2 separate regions of the Salmo salar genome follow, and region 1 is linked to region 2. The links are chromatin contacts, called in public Hi-C maps. All regions are on one chromosome and are shown on one strand. The core of a region is the stretch at or near the end of the contact, and the rest is flanking DNA. Distances in the headings are between cores, read along the strand shown. Region 1 holds the start of LOC106613039 (hypermethylated in cancer 1 protein-like). Region 2 has its middle 43 kb from the start of LOC123724095.

What was found. A called contact is a pair of places that touch in the nucleus more often than the background predicts.
Region 1: a Hi-C map of muscle shows a contact between it and region 2, with 8 times the contacts expected there. The contact joins the promoter of LOC106613039 here to the enhancer-like site in region 2. A contact is called at or near these places in 2 of 3 Hi-C or Micro-C datasets (gill and muscle).

The regions. Positions count from the first base shown.
Region 1 is chrssa09:131,949,168-131,955,227 of Ssal_v3.1, forward strand. It overlaps LOC106613039 (hypermethylated in cancer 1 protein-like), which reads right to left and starts at 2,979. Exons shown (of 4, transcript XM_014214919.2): 1 at 2,436-2,979. The coding sequence starts at 2,487. LOC123744740 (a long non-coding RNA gene) reads right to left here and starts at 5,278. Exons shown (of 2, transcript XR_006771171.1): 1 at 5,057-5,278.
Region 2 is chrssa09:131,903,504-131,909,817 of Ssal_v3.1, forward strand. No RefSeq gene overlaps it. Among protein-coding and RNA genes, the nearest start is that of LOC123724095, 43 kb to the left of the region's middle. Within about 2 kb of position 4,533, at least 1 of the 13 cell types and tissues checked has an H3K27ac peak or open chromatin away from gene starts, as enhancers often do. A contact at or near this core is called in muscle, where this site is marked.

The DNA.
Region 1 (6,060 bases), core at 1,729-4,228, 44 kb after region 2:
TTAGGCTGAGGGGTTCTGCTCTGGGTTAAGAACACCCTCCACACTTCCCATTCACACATTCTGCCTGCCTAATTTTCAGGGAACGACTTTGTATGCATATAGGTTTACATGTTAATCAGTGTAGTCTTTTTTCGTTTGAGAATGGTCTATTTAAGACACTTAATAATTCATGAACGTTGCAAAGAAAACATATATACTTATTGATAGCAAATTAAATGTTCATTTTGTTTAATTTATGCTTTATTTAGTCTATGCTAAATGTATGTATTTAGAGGTTTCGACTAACAACGAATATTTGGAGAAATAGTTAAACTGTTTGTTTTCATGCTGTGAAATACTATCTATCTATCATTGCTGTTCTCATTTTGTTTAGGGGCATAACATGCACACCACAAGGAAAAAACAGTGAGACACTGAGCTCTATAGCCTTACGTGGCACGATATTTTAGTGAATGGGATGTATAAACGCAGTAGAGCATGAAACCTTATTTAATGACAAATACAACTGAGGCTTTAAAAGTAGCCTAAGGAGTGGGTGTCCTGCGCTTAGCCTAAGGAGTGCAGGGAGACGTCTCGAATTATATCCACAAGGTTTGATTTTTGATAAGGCCAGAGACCTTTGCTTTTTACACTTCCTCTATAGTCAGAAGGCTAGAGAAGTGAGTAGAGTTTTAGACAGTCGTCAAAACGAGGCTGTCACCTTATCAACGAAACCTTGCCTTTACCTTTGTTATGATTTTGATTCGCTATTTCGTTGACTTCCTTATCAGGGACATTTCAAATGCTGAAACTCGCGATCTGCGCGCCTCATCTCTCTAGAATAGAGACCCCAGACTTCCATTCATAATCCCGACGGGAGACAAGTGCACACGAGCTCCTTTATTAAAGGGGCCTCCTAAAAAATAACTCACAGGCTAAGGTTTTACATTTTTTATTTGTTTTAAACTATGTTCTGGCTGTTAGTTTCCTTGTCAACCACTAACTTGCATGAGATAGGCCAACAAAACTTATATTTTTAAATGTGCCTCCTTTTTTAAAAGGTATTTTGCCTGCAGTAAAGTTTGTAAAGTTGTAAAAGATAAGTCTAGTTTTGTGCAACCATGTCTTAATTAAATCATTAGATTTGATTGAATACACACCGAGATGGGAAGTAGGCCTGCAAACTCAAATTTGCCCTTTTAACAAAACAGACTCGCCTACTTCTGAGTCCTGTCAACTTCTTCAGAAAATGTAATTATATTCCTACTCAATGCGTCCATTAGGCCATAGATTTTTACAACATTTCTTATTAAATACATCGTTTATCAAGAAATTGACCATTAGAGAAGTAATTTGTTATTCAGGCTTATAGGCCTATTTCCTTTAAAGATAGGATACAACAACAAAACGACATGATATACATGATTTAGGTATCTTAAATCTCGCTTTCGCAATTCCTACTTCTGTAATCTTGTCCTTGCATTAGACACATCCCGAGACTTCAACGCGCATAAAACCATCCCTGACTTCTATAGTGCATCACCAGTCGTTATCTCAGTCTGATAACCATGAGTCTACAATAAATAATCTCCGCAAATATCGTACAAACGGAAATTCAAGCAGCCCTACATTTCATTGAAATAACTATAAATTAGTGATAGCCTATGACATACTGTGTTGCGTACTGTGTTGTCAATATTTTTGTGATTGATGATTGATGTTTTGATAAACGACATCAATTAAATGTTGACATAGCAACGTGCAGAGGGGTTGGGAGAGGAACAGAACAGGAACAGATAAAGCCGTCATCGCTCTGGCTAAAATAGAATCAACTCCATGTGAAGCACCATGAACCCTTCATTAGTCCGATGCTAGGCGAGCTGTGACCTATAGCTGCACTGTGGTGGAAGGGGGGTGAACGCTGCACCGAGACCCACTGCATCAATTTACTACCACTGACTGACTGAGGACGAGGCATCATGCTGAACACCCAGAGACTGAACTACGCTGTTTTCTGTATAAAAGCTAGATACCTACACAACCATCTGATAGCAAATAATCCAATAGAAATCTGACCTTGTTATAGTGTATATAGAATTTAGTCCAGTGATCCATTTAACATGATACAATTGTGTAGTCTATTCGTAATTTGTTGGAGCTGAGAATGTTTGAATCAAACAAAAGACTGCTCACATAAGCAACCATGTCTTGTTACAAATAAACATCTATTAACTAATGGGTTCCATCGCAAAATTAGGAAAACATTACTATGATTTTAAAAGTTCCTCATTTGCATTCAAAATACACAAACACTAACCAAACACTGAACCCGCGATAAACCCCCTATGTTCACATTAAAATCGCTAAAAAGTGAAATATTGTCAATATCTGGTCTCAATAATTTTGCCTGTTCTGTAACTGTAGTGGTCTTTAAAAAGCTGGTATTGAAACGTTACCTGGATGCCCGATCTCTTCTGCCATCCGATCTAAGTCTCCCTTAATGATCATCTCAGCAGTCTTTTGGAGTAATTTCTGACGTTTCAACTTTGAACTGCCAGCCTCCAAAAACCATGCCAGTTTTCCAAGCACGACTGCCAAAACGTTTTATTATTAATTGCTATGAATTTCTTGTTACTCTCTCCGTCCTCCCTCCCTCCCTCCCTCTCTCTCTCTCTCTGTGTCCTCCTTCCCTCGCTCTATCTGCCCCTCCCCTCTCTTTCTCACCCCCTCCTTTAAAAAAATACGTGCTTAGTCCAGCATTAGTTTCCTCCTGTTTTATTTTAGTAATTTCCTTGGCTATTTTTTGTGTCGAGGCTATAACGCACAATAATGGAGCCTCTATGCGCCGTAAGTGTTTTAGCACCCCGTGCGATGTCAGTCTATAATAAAACTCAAAGTTAAAATCGAGGGCAGGAACTTCATTCAACTGACCCCAACTTGAACTTCACAACACATCGCGACTTCGTCTTAAAGAGACAGGCCTTTATTGTATATCCCACAGCAGTTTCGTACTGAACTGAAGTTTGGAGACATATGAGACCCGTAAAAAAAATGCTTATTGTCAACAATTAGACCATGGGGAAATAGCCTACACACCGATAGATGATGGCTGGTTTATTCATATACCATTTGACTGAAACTGATCTTTAACACTACGCCCTTTAGTTCATGGATATTTCAATTAAACCTACTTATAAGGTTCATCCTATGATGTTTCAGTGGAGGCTGCTGAGGGGAGGACGGCTCATTATAATGGCTGGAATGGAGTCAATGTAATGGTATTAACCACAAGGAGACCATGTGTTTGATATGGTTGATACCACTCCATTGACTCCATTCCAGACATTATTATGAGCCTTCCTCCCCCCAACAGCCTCCACTGGATAGTTTAAAATGTGCTATTGATATGGTGTACTATTAGTGGGTAAACCGTTGATAGCCTATACGGATGTGACATTCTACAATCCAACCCCCATTGGCTAACTTAGAGTCACTTCATCGTTAAAGTTTGGTGTCTACTGATTGTAGCATAATGTCTAATGAGTCTCACCTGCTCAGGTAAAGACAAGCAGACAAGAGCTTACAGTAGACTGCCACGGCCCATATCCTGTGACACTCAGAGCACTGACAGAGGTGGTGGGGAAGAGCAGAACTCTGTCCCCTGATATTTATCCATCAAATATAAATATAAGGTAATCCTGCAACCATACACTATATAGTAACCTAGTAGTGCAGTCATTGGCCTTATTTCTTTTCATGCGTAAAACGTGGGCCTATTTTGGAGCGGAAAAGGTACCTAACTCTACGTTTGGGGTAAGCTACATATACACGCAGTTACAAGTGATTAAGTGTACCTACATTGTACTGTAAATTAGCCCCAAAATAATTACAATATACTGAACAAAAAAATGCAACAATTTCAAAGATTGTACTGAGTGAAACATCATTCAAGGAAATCAGTCAATTGAAAAATTCATTAGGCCCTAATCTATGTATTTCACATGACTGGGCAGGGGTGCAACCATGTGAGGGTATTGGCCAATCAGGATAAGTTTGCCCCAACAAAATATCTTTATTACAGACAGATACTCTTCATGCTGTTTAATCAGCTTCTTGATATGCCACACCTGTCAGGTGGATGGATTATTTTGACAAAGGAGAAATGATCACTATCAGGGATCTAAACAAATTTGTGCACAACATTTGCGAAATAAGCTTTTTGTGCATCTGGACAATTTCTGGGATCTTTTGTTCTTGTTTTTAGCTGATGAAACATGGGACCAAGACTTTACATGTTGTTTTCATAATTTTGTTAAATATATATTAATCATGACAGCTGTTATGGTTGTTTAGGGATTTTATGCAGTTTTGTTTGTTTTCAGGCCTACAGTGATTTCAGTGTTTTACACACAGTAGTACACAGTTCTGAATTTGATCATGTACAATTACAAATTATTGTAGCCTTTTCTATTTTTAATACACAGCAATGGGCCTAGTTGCACTGTTGTCTGACAATCTGAAAATCATCTCTCAATCAACTTTTCTAATTTACATCAGTTCTAAAACTTTTAGAAGCTGAGCATATGTCAAAGGATATATTTTTCTTCTACCAATTGACTGTAGGTATACCAATCTTTGGCTACTAATTGGAAATCGTTGTCACTGCAAATGGGCCTTTTGCCGTTATCAGAAACATCTTAAGTTAAACACGTTTGTTTTGAATTAGTATGGTACGTTTCCTCTCTCGAATCCTTCGAAGAAAAATAAGTAACTTTAGATTGAGAGACATTCTCGGGAGATTTTGTTTTAGATTTACCCCTAAGCAACCTCACGATAATTTAAAGCTTTTAAAATGCGATATAATTTAGGCGTCAGGTGCTGGCATGTTAAGTCTATACTTGCCAGCTGACAGACAACTGTTCAAAAAGTAAATAAATATATACATAAGTAGGAGAGCTCGTATTGGCTTCACTGACTGAATGCACCTGAAGTCGCGGTAAGTATGCAGACGTTATGTAAATATTCATGAGGCTAGCGGAGGCCATCGCGCGCTCTCTCCCAACTGTCATTTACCCACCTCGGACTCATGTCTGGTGTCGTGGCCGTTTGTGAAATCTTCTCCTCGGGATCCCCCCATCCAGACTTCCACGCTCACTCGCCTAAAATTCCGTGCTATTACCAACCTCTTCCGTGTTTTCTCCAACTCTCTATCACCGTTCGCCCTTTCTCTCTGCCCCGCACGCTCTTTTATTTCTCACGTGCAATAATACTATATCGACACCTCTTCAGATTTGGTCGGGGTCGGATCAGACCAGGGCTGATGGCCGGATGGGTGCGCCCACAGCGACACCCAATGGTTGGCATTCTAGGTTGTAATGTGCGCAGCAGCCTTCTGTGCGTAAAGTTACCGTCATTCACTGCTAAACCCGTTCATTTGCACTGTGTTTATATTCTATTTGGAATTAAGAAAAATCCATATTACACTTGCTTTGCCATTTCAGTGTATATATTTTCTCCATACTCCAAGCTGTATGTGAACTTCTTCTGTCAGATTCACTGTATTACCAGATATGCCGGCTTAATGGACGGCTCATAGAATAGATCAGTAAAGCACTTAAAACCGTATGGATGCCAGTCACTATTTGTTCCAAAACTTTCTAATGTGATATTTTTTTCCCTCAGTGGCACAAGCATGGGTAAAGACGGGCACAATACTTAACTCTCTATATAATCCATAATTTGAAAAATATCTAAAACTGTACCAAAAGCATGACAATTTTTTGCAAAATTTGATTAATTATTGAAAGCAGAATCATTGAGGTTAATATTGTGTTCATATTTACATTTCCCTTCTATTTTAGACAATCTGTTATTTTGAACAGGAAATTATATGCCAATTTGTCTGAACTCCTCATTTGATATGAAAATGTACCTGCTTACAATGTTTTACACAGGTGTTAGCATGGTGCTGACTACCAAATATGTAGCAGGTGTCTTTTTAAAATACCTATTTGCATGACAGAAATCAACAAGGTTTCCATAAGACATTTGATATGTCAATTTAGTTATTTTGGTCAATCA
Region 2 (6,314 bases), core at 3,283-5,782:
GGAGGGAAGGGGTAGAGGGTAGGGGGAGGGGGTAGTGGGGTGGCATAAAGGTAACACAGATGACATCCAAGAATGTCGGACCCAATGAGGCACTTGTAGCAGTGAGTCACTGGATGCATCCCAAATGGCATGTTGTGAGTGCGCAAGAGTGTGCAAAGCTGTCATCAAGGCAAAGGGTGGCTACTTTGAAGAATCTCAAATATAAAATACATTTTGATTTGTTTAACACTTTTTCGGTAACTACATGAATCCATATGTGTTATTTAATAGTTTTGATGTCTTCACTATTATGCTACAATGTAGAAAATAATAAAAATAAAGAAAAACCCTTATCCAAACTGTTGACTGGTACTGTATATACTAGGGAGCGTCAGAGGAAGGCCCAAAAAATGTCCAAGACTCCAGTCATTCAAGTCATAGACTGTTCTCTCTGCACGGCAAGCGGTACCGGAGCGCCAAGTCTAGGTCCAAAAGGCTCATTAACAGCTTCTACCCCCAAGCCATGAGACTGCTGAACAATGAATCAAATGGCCACCCGGACTATTTACATTAACCCCCCCCCGTTGGTTTTTACACTGCTGCTACTCGCTGTTTATTATCTATGCATAGTCACTTTACCCCCACCTACATTTACAAATTACCTCGACTAACTTGTACCCCCGCACATTGACTCGGTACCGGTACCCCCTGTATACAGACTCGTTATTGTTATTTTATTATGTTACTTTTTATTACATTTTTTTACTTTAGTTTATTTAGTAAATATTTTATTAACTGTATTTCCTGATCTGCATTGTTGGTTAAGGGCTTGTCGCGCATGCGACAAATACAGTTTGATTTGATGTGGATACCATCATCTGTGGCCACACAGCATCCCTAATGGCACCATATTCCCTGTGTAGTGCACTTCTTTGGACAAAGGAAATGCACTACTGTATATAGGCTACCGCACATAGTAGCCATGATGTCATGTGGAATGTATGGTCATCACACTGACCTCAGAAGGAAGAGGAAAGAGCTTCCGTGTGATACTGGCAACAACATCAGACCAACCCCCTTTTCATATGTCCCTCCACCTCTTCCCTCGCTCTCTGGTCTGCTCAGTTTTAAATGAAAGCGCCCCGGGGTTAGATTGATTCATGTATTTAAGATGTAGAAATCAGATAATTGAGAATATTGACCTTACCACTCTCCCATCTCCTTCCCCTGCTTCTCCCCTGTCCCCCACTCTCCCTCTCTCCCTTTCTCCTTCTCTCCGTCTCCTTCTCTCCCTGCTGGGCTGGGCTGGGCTGGGCTGTTTAAAATAGTTTAATAGTGCACAGGGAGGCACTTTGATAGACAGGCTGAGAGAGACTGAGGAGATTTAGTTTGAACTTTTTGTGCGGTTCACTTTTTTTGGTGTCAAGAAAGCTCAATCTGTTTTTTAACAGTGCGCTGGGCTAAGCAACCGATAGCCCATCCAACCCTTCAACCCTCTCCCCCCACCCCCGCCCCTCCCTCACTGAACCCTAGCCAGCCACAGCTGCCTAGCCAGATGTGGGAGAAAGGGAGGGGAGAAAGAGGGAGGAGAGGGTGAGGCAGCCTGTGAGCATTGAAAGAGAGAGGAGGTCTGGAAAGGGATGGAGAAAGGGAGGGATGGACCAAACAGTGGGGAGAGATGGAGAAAATGGAGAAAAGACAAAAGAGATGGCTTATGGTCAGACCAGGATAGGAAACAAATTACATATCTTTGATAGACAGGACTTGGCCTCGCCATCAAGGACCACCCAGTCCAGCCAAATGTGGCCTACTGTAGGCTACTGTAATTGAATCAAGGCAGATTATAACCCACTCTATTCTATCCTCCTTCCACACACTCATATTGCCATTCTGCCTTTTCAGCATGATCTCAAGTTGCTGTCGGCCCAATGGTTAGTCCTAAACTCACTTTGCACTAAATCAGGGATGTCAAACATATGGCCCAGTTCAATGTGGGCCACGGGGGGTTTGAGTAAAAAAAATACTCATTGTCAAATAGATAACTTTCTTTTTTGGGTGGGAGAAAAGTCCATCTCAATCTACATAGAATAGTTTTTTCTTTTCTAATTTTATTTATGCACATACAAACGAAAACATACAGACACACATAAACATTCACAACGTCACCCCTGCCCAGACCCACCTGCTCACACCCCCATCTCCAGCGCATGGCTTCAAAATGCACCATTTTGTTTCTCTTCGTCGCCCACGCACTTTCAACATTTAGATAATACAGCATTTGACCTTTCGATTGTGTTAACGGTGGAGGATTGGTTGATTTCCAGAAGAGAATCATCCAACCATCGGGTATGTCACTGCACCCTCATATCTTGTCTCTCATGTCTTGAAATATGCGGACAGACAGATTAACAGTACGTTTACGTTGTAATACTTCTGACAGTCAACTTTCTAACTCTGCCCATGACTTCTGACTTCATAGCATTCCCAGAAGGCCTGGATTATTGAGTCATTGTTAGTTTTACACTTAAGACATGACTCTGCCATTGTGCTTTAGCATTTCTGAATTTGATCTCTTTTATAATAAATTATATACATGAGTTTATACTGGATTAAGCAATACATTTTTGTTAACTGTAATTTTGTTAGTTACGCTCCAACATTCCCTCCATCTTATGCCAATATCAGTTCTTTTAAAGTCTTGGTTCCAATAGTTCATATTTTTTTCCTAAGAGATTGTCAGTTGGACTGTGTAGAAATGACAATGGACCTACATGTATACAGTCTCTTCACTCTGACCATCACAGAGTCAAAAGCAGACATTCAGTGTGCATCGAACATTAGAAAAACATTGGTGAAGACTGAATACACAGCAAAATCGATTTGACACCCCGTCCTACAGTATGTCAACAGAACCGAGCGATGTTGCAGTTACATACTCGGTAGCTATGGTACATTAGCGTGTTAGCCTAGCTTGTGTTGCGTGTGCAGGTCTTTCCAAGGGCAGAGCTGATTTATGATGTAGCTTAGTGGCTCAGTGCAGTTAGACCCCTCTCACGTCATACTCCTGGGGACTGTCTGATTAGAGACGCACGGGGGAGAGAAACCATGTGCTCAACTCACACACACACACACACACACACACACACACACACACACACACACACACACACACACACACACACACACACACACACACACACACACACACACACACACACACACACACACACACACACACACACACGCACGCTCATACACACACGCACGCTCATACACACACATACACTATCCGCCATTTGGTTGTAATTATACACACACAGGGAGGCGAGGACCATGTGTCATCGTTAACATGGAGTCCCATTCACACTCTACCTGTGGTTGCCGGTGTTATGTTTAGAGAATAGACATAAACAATACCCCCTATTGGCTGATTCATATGAGCAGTGGTAAAAATAGACAGCAGAATGGGAGGACTGGACAATAGAACAATATTATTATGAAAACAGTGGGGCCCAATACATCAAGTGGAGCCAAGTTGTTACAGAGGATAGCAGAGATCACACACTGATATAAAACCTGAGAGGAATCAGACTCTTGTGAAGAAGTAAACCATTTAAATGATAATTTACTCCCTAAAGCAGCTTACTATCATGCACTCTATCACATCAAGGCTGTGTTGTTCAGTAATCAGTGCTGAATGTGTGTACTGGCCGGGTACATTATGCATAATGTCTTGGCTATAACATCTCTTAAAAGGTGTTATGGGTAATGTACTCCAAGTAGAGTGACCGACCTCTCCAATGGATATACAGTATGTTATGTTTAGAAGTGTGCCACTTGGTTGGCCGAGACAGCTGTGACTTCACCTCCATTAGTGAAGTGCTTTCCAAGAGCTCTGTCGGTACAGGGTGGTACCCTCGCTGTTTAATATGAGTGTTAATAATATGTCAGGACTGTAAACACTCTTAGTGGAATCACAGGAAAGGGAGTGGGGTAGGCCTCAACACAGAAAGGGGACGCCAGTAGAACTGAGAAAAGGAGTGGTGGTAGGAAGATAATTGCTGATAATTACAGATCAGAGGCTGATAATTGACTTAGAGTAGTAGAGGTACTGTACTGTGAGGGCAATATGACAACAGAGCATGACACTGTGCTACCTTCCAGACTGTACAGTATCCAATGTAGAGTATCTCAGCTTCTGCTCATTACTGGTTTATGGGCATTTTACATTTTACAACCAGTCATTGCAAAGCGGGTGGTTTACTGAGGTGTGGAACCAGGCTTCCATTGAAAATGTCACTACAGCAAATCCAGTGCCATTGCTGTCAGTGTCACACAACGGTTTGTAAGAGTTGACGTCTCCCAGCCAGGTTGATGCACTCAGACCTCATTCACTTCCTGATCCAGCTCTCCTTGATGAGGTCCCTCCCTCCCTCCCTCCTCTTCATCTCCTTGGCACCGAGTCAGTGTCCCCTGCTCTGTTCCTGCCCCCGCCCCCTCAGGCCCCACATAGAGACTGACATCATGCCCCAGCTATGAGGGGAAACGTGCCTGGCCCGCCACACTCAACACGCCACTGTCCCACTCTCCACACGTAGCTACGCCACACCACAGCACGCAGCAGGCTAGCATGGGGACATGCCACTAGAAAACCACGATGGTAAAACCAGACACACACACACACACACACACACACACACACACACACACACACACACACACACACACACACACACACACACACACACACACACACACACACACACACACACACACACACACACACACACACACACTTGCAGGACTGGAGGTAAATGATAATAAAGCTGAACACAGTAGAATAGCCAGTCTCACCTTTATTGTTCAGGCTAACTCCAGGCTCACTTCCTCATACCGTCCGGTTAGGGTCTTACACACAACACAACACAACACAACACAACACAACACAACACAACACAACACAACAGCTTAACTGGGGCAATGCAGCAATGGACAGACTACAATAATGACCAGTCTAGTTTAGGTAGGCTACAGTAACAGTAGAATAATGACCAGTCTAGTTTAGGTAGGCTACAGTAACAGTAGAATAATGACCAGTCTAGTTTAGGTAGGCTACACTACCAGCAGAATAATGACCAGTCTAGTTTAGGTAGGCTACAGTAACAGTAGAATAATGACCAGTCTAGTTTAGGTAGGCTACACTAACAGTAGAATAATGACCAGTCTAGTTTAGGTAGGCTACAGTAACAGTAGAATAATGACCAGTCTAGTTTAGGTAGGCTACACTAACAGTAGAATAATGACCAGTCTAGTTTAGGTAGGCTACACTACCAGCAGAATAATGACCAGTCTAGTTTAGGTAGGCTACAGTAACAGTAGAATAATGACCAGTCTAGTTTAGGTAGGCTACACTAACAGTAGAATAATGACCAGTCTAGTTTAGGTAGGCTACACTAACAGTAGAATAATGACCAGTCTAGTTTAGGTAGGCTACAGTAACAGTAGAATAATGACCAGTCTAGTTTAGGTAGGCTACACTAACAGTAGAATAATGACCAGTCTAGTTTAGGTAGGCTACAGTAACAGTAGAATAATGACCAGTCTAGTTTAGGTAGGCTACACTAACAGTAGAATAATGACCAGTCTAGTTTAGGTAGGCTACAGTAACAGTAGAATAATGACCAGTCTAGTTTAGGTAGGATACACTAACAGTAGAATAATGACCAGTCTAGTTTAGGTAGGCTACAGTAACAGTAGAATAATGACCAGTCTAGTTTAGGTAGGCTACACTAACAGTAGAATAATGACCAGTCTAGTTTAGGTAGGCTACACTAACAGTAGAATAATGACCAGTCTAGTTTAGGTAGGCTACACTAACAGTAGAATAATGACCAGTCTAGTTTAGGTAGGCTACACTAACAGTAGAATAATGACCAGTCTAGTTTAGGTAGGCTACACTAACAGTAGAATAATGACCAGTCTAGTTTAGGTAGGCTACAGTAACAGTAGAATAATGACCAGTCTAGTTTAGGTAGGCTACACTAACAGTAGAATAATGACCAGTCTAGTTTAGGTAGGCTACACTAACAGTGGAATGTGGTGTCATAATGTTTGTGTACTTCAGACTATGATGAGTTACAGAAGCCCAGCAGAGCACCTGTTGAGGAGACTGTCCTCTTTCCTGCCTGGGACCCTAGTTAGCATGTGTGTGTGTGTGTGTGTGTGTGTGTGTGTGTGTGTGTGTGTGTGTGTGTGTGTGTGTGTGTGTGTGTGTGTGTGTGTGTGTGTGTGTGTGTGTGTGTGTGTGTGTGTGTGTGTGTGTGTGTGTGTGTGTG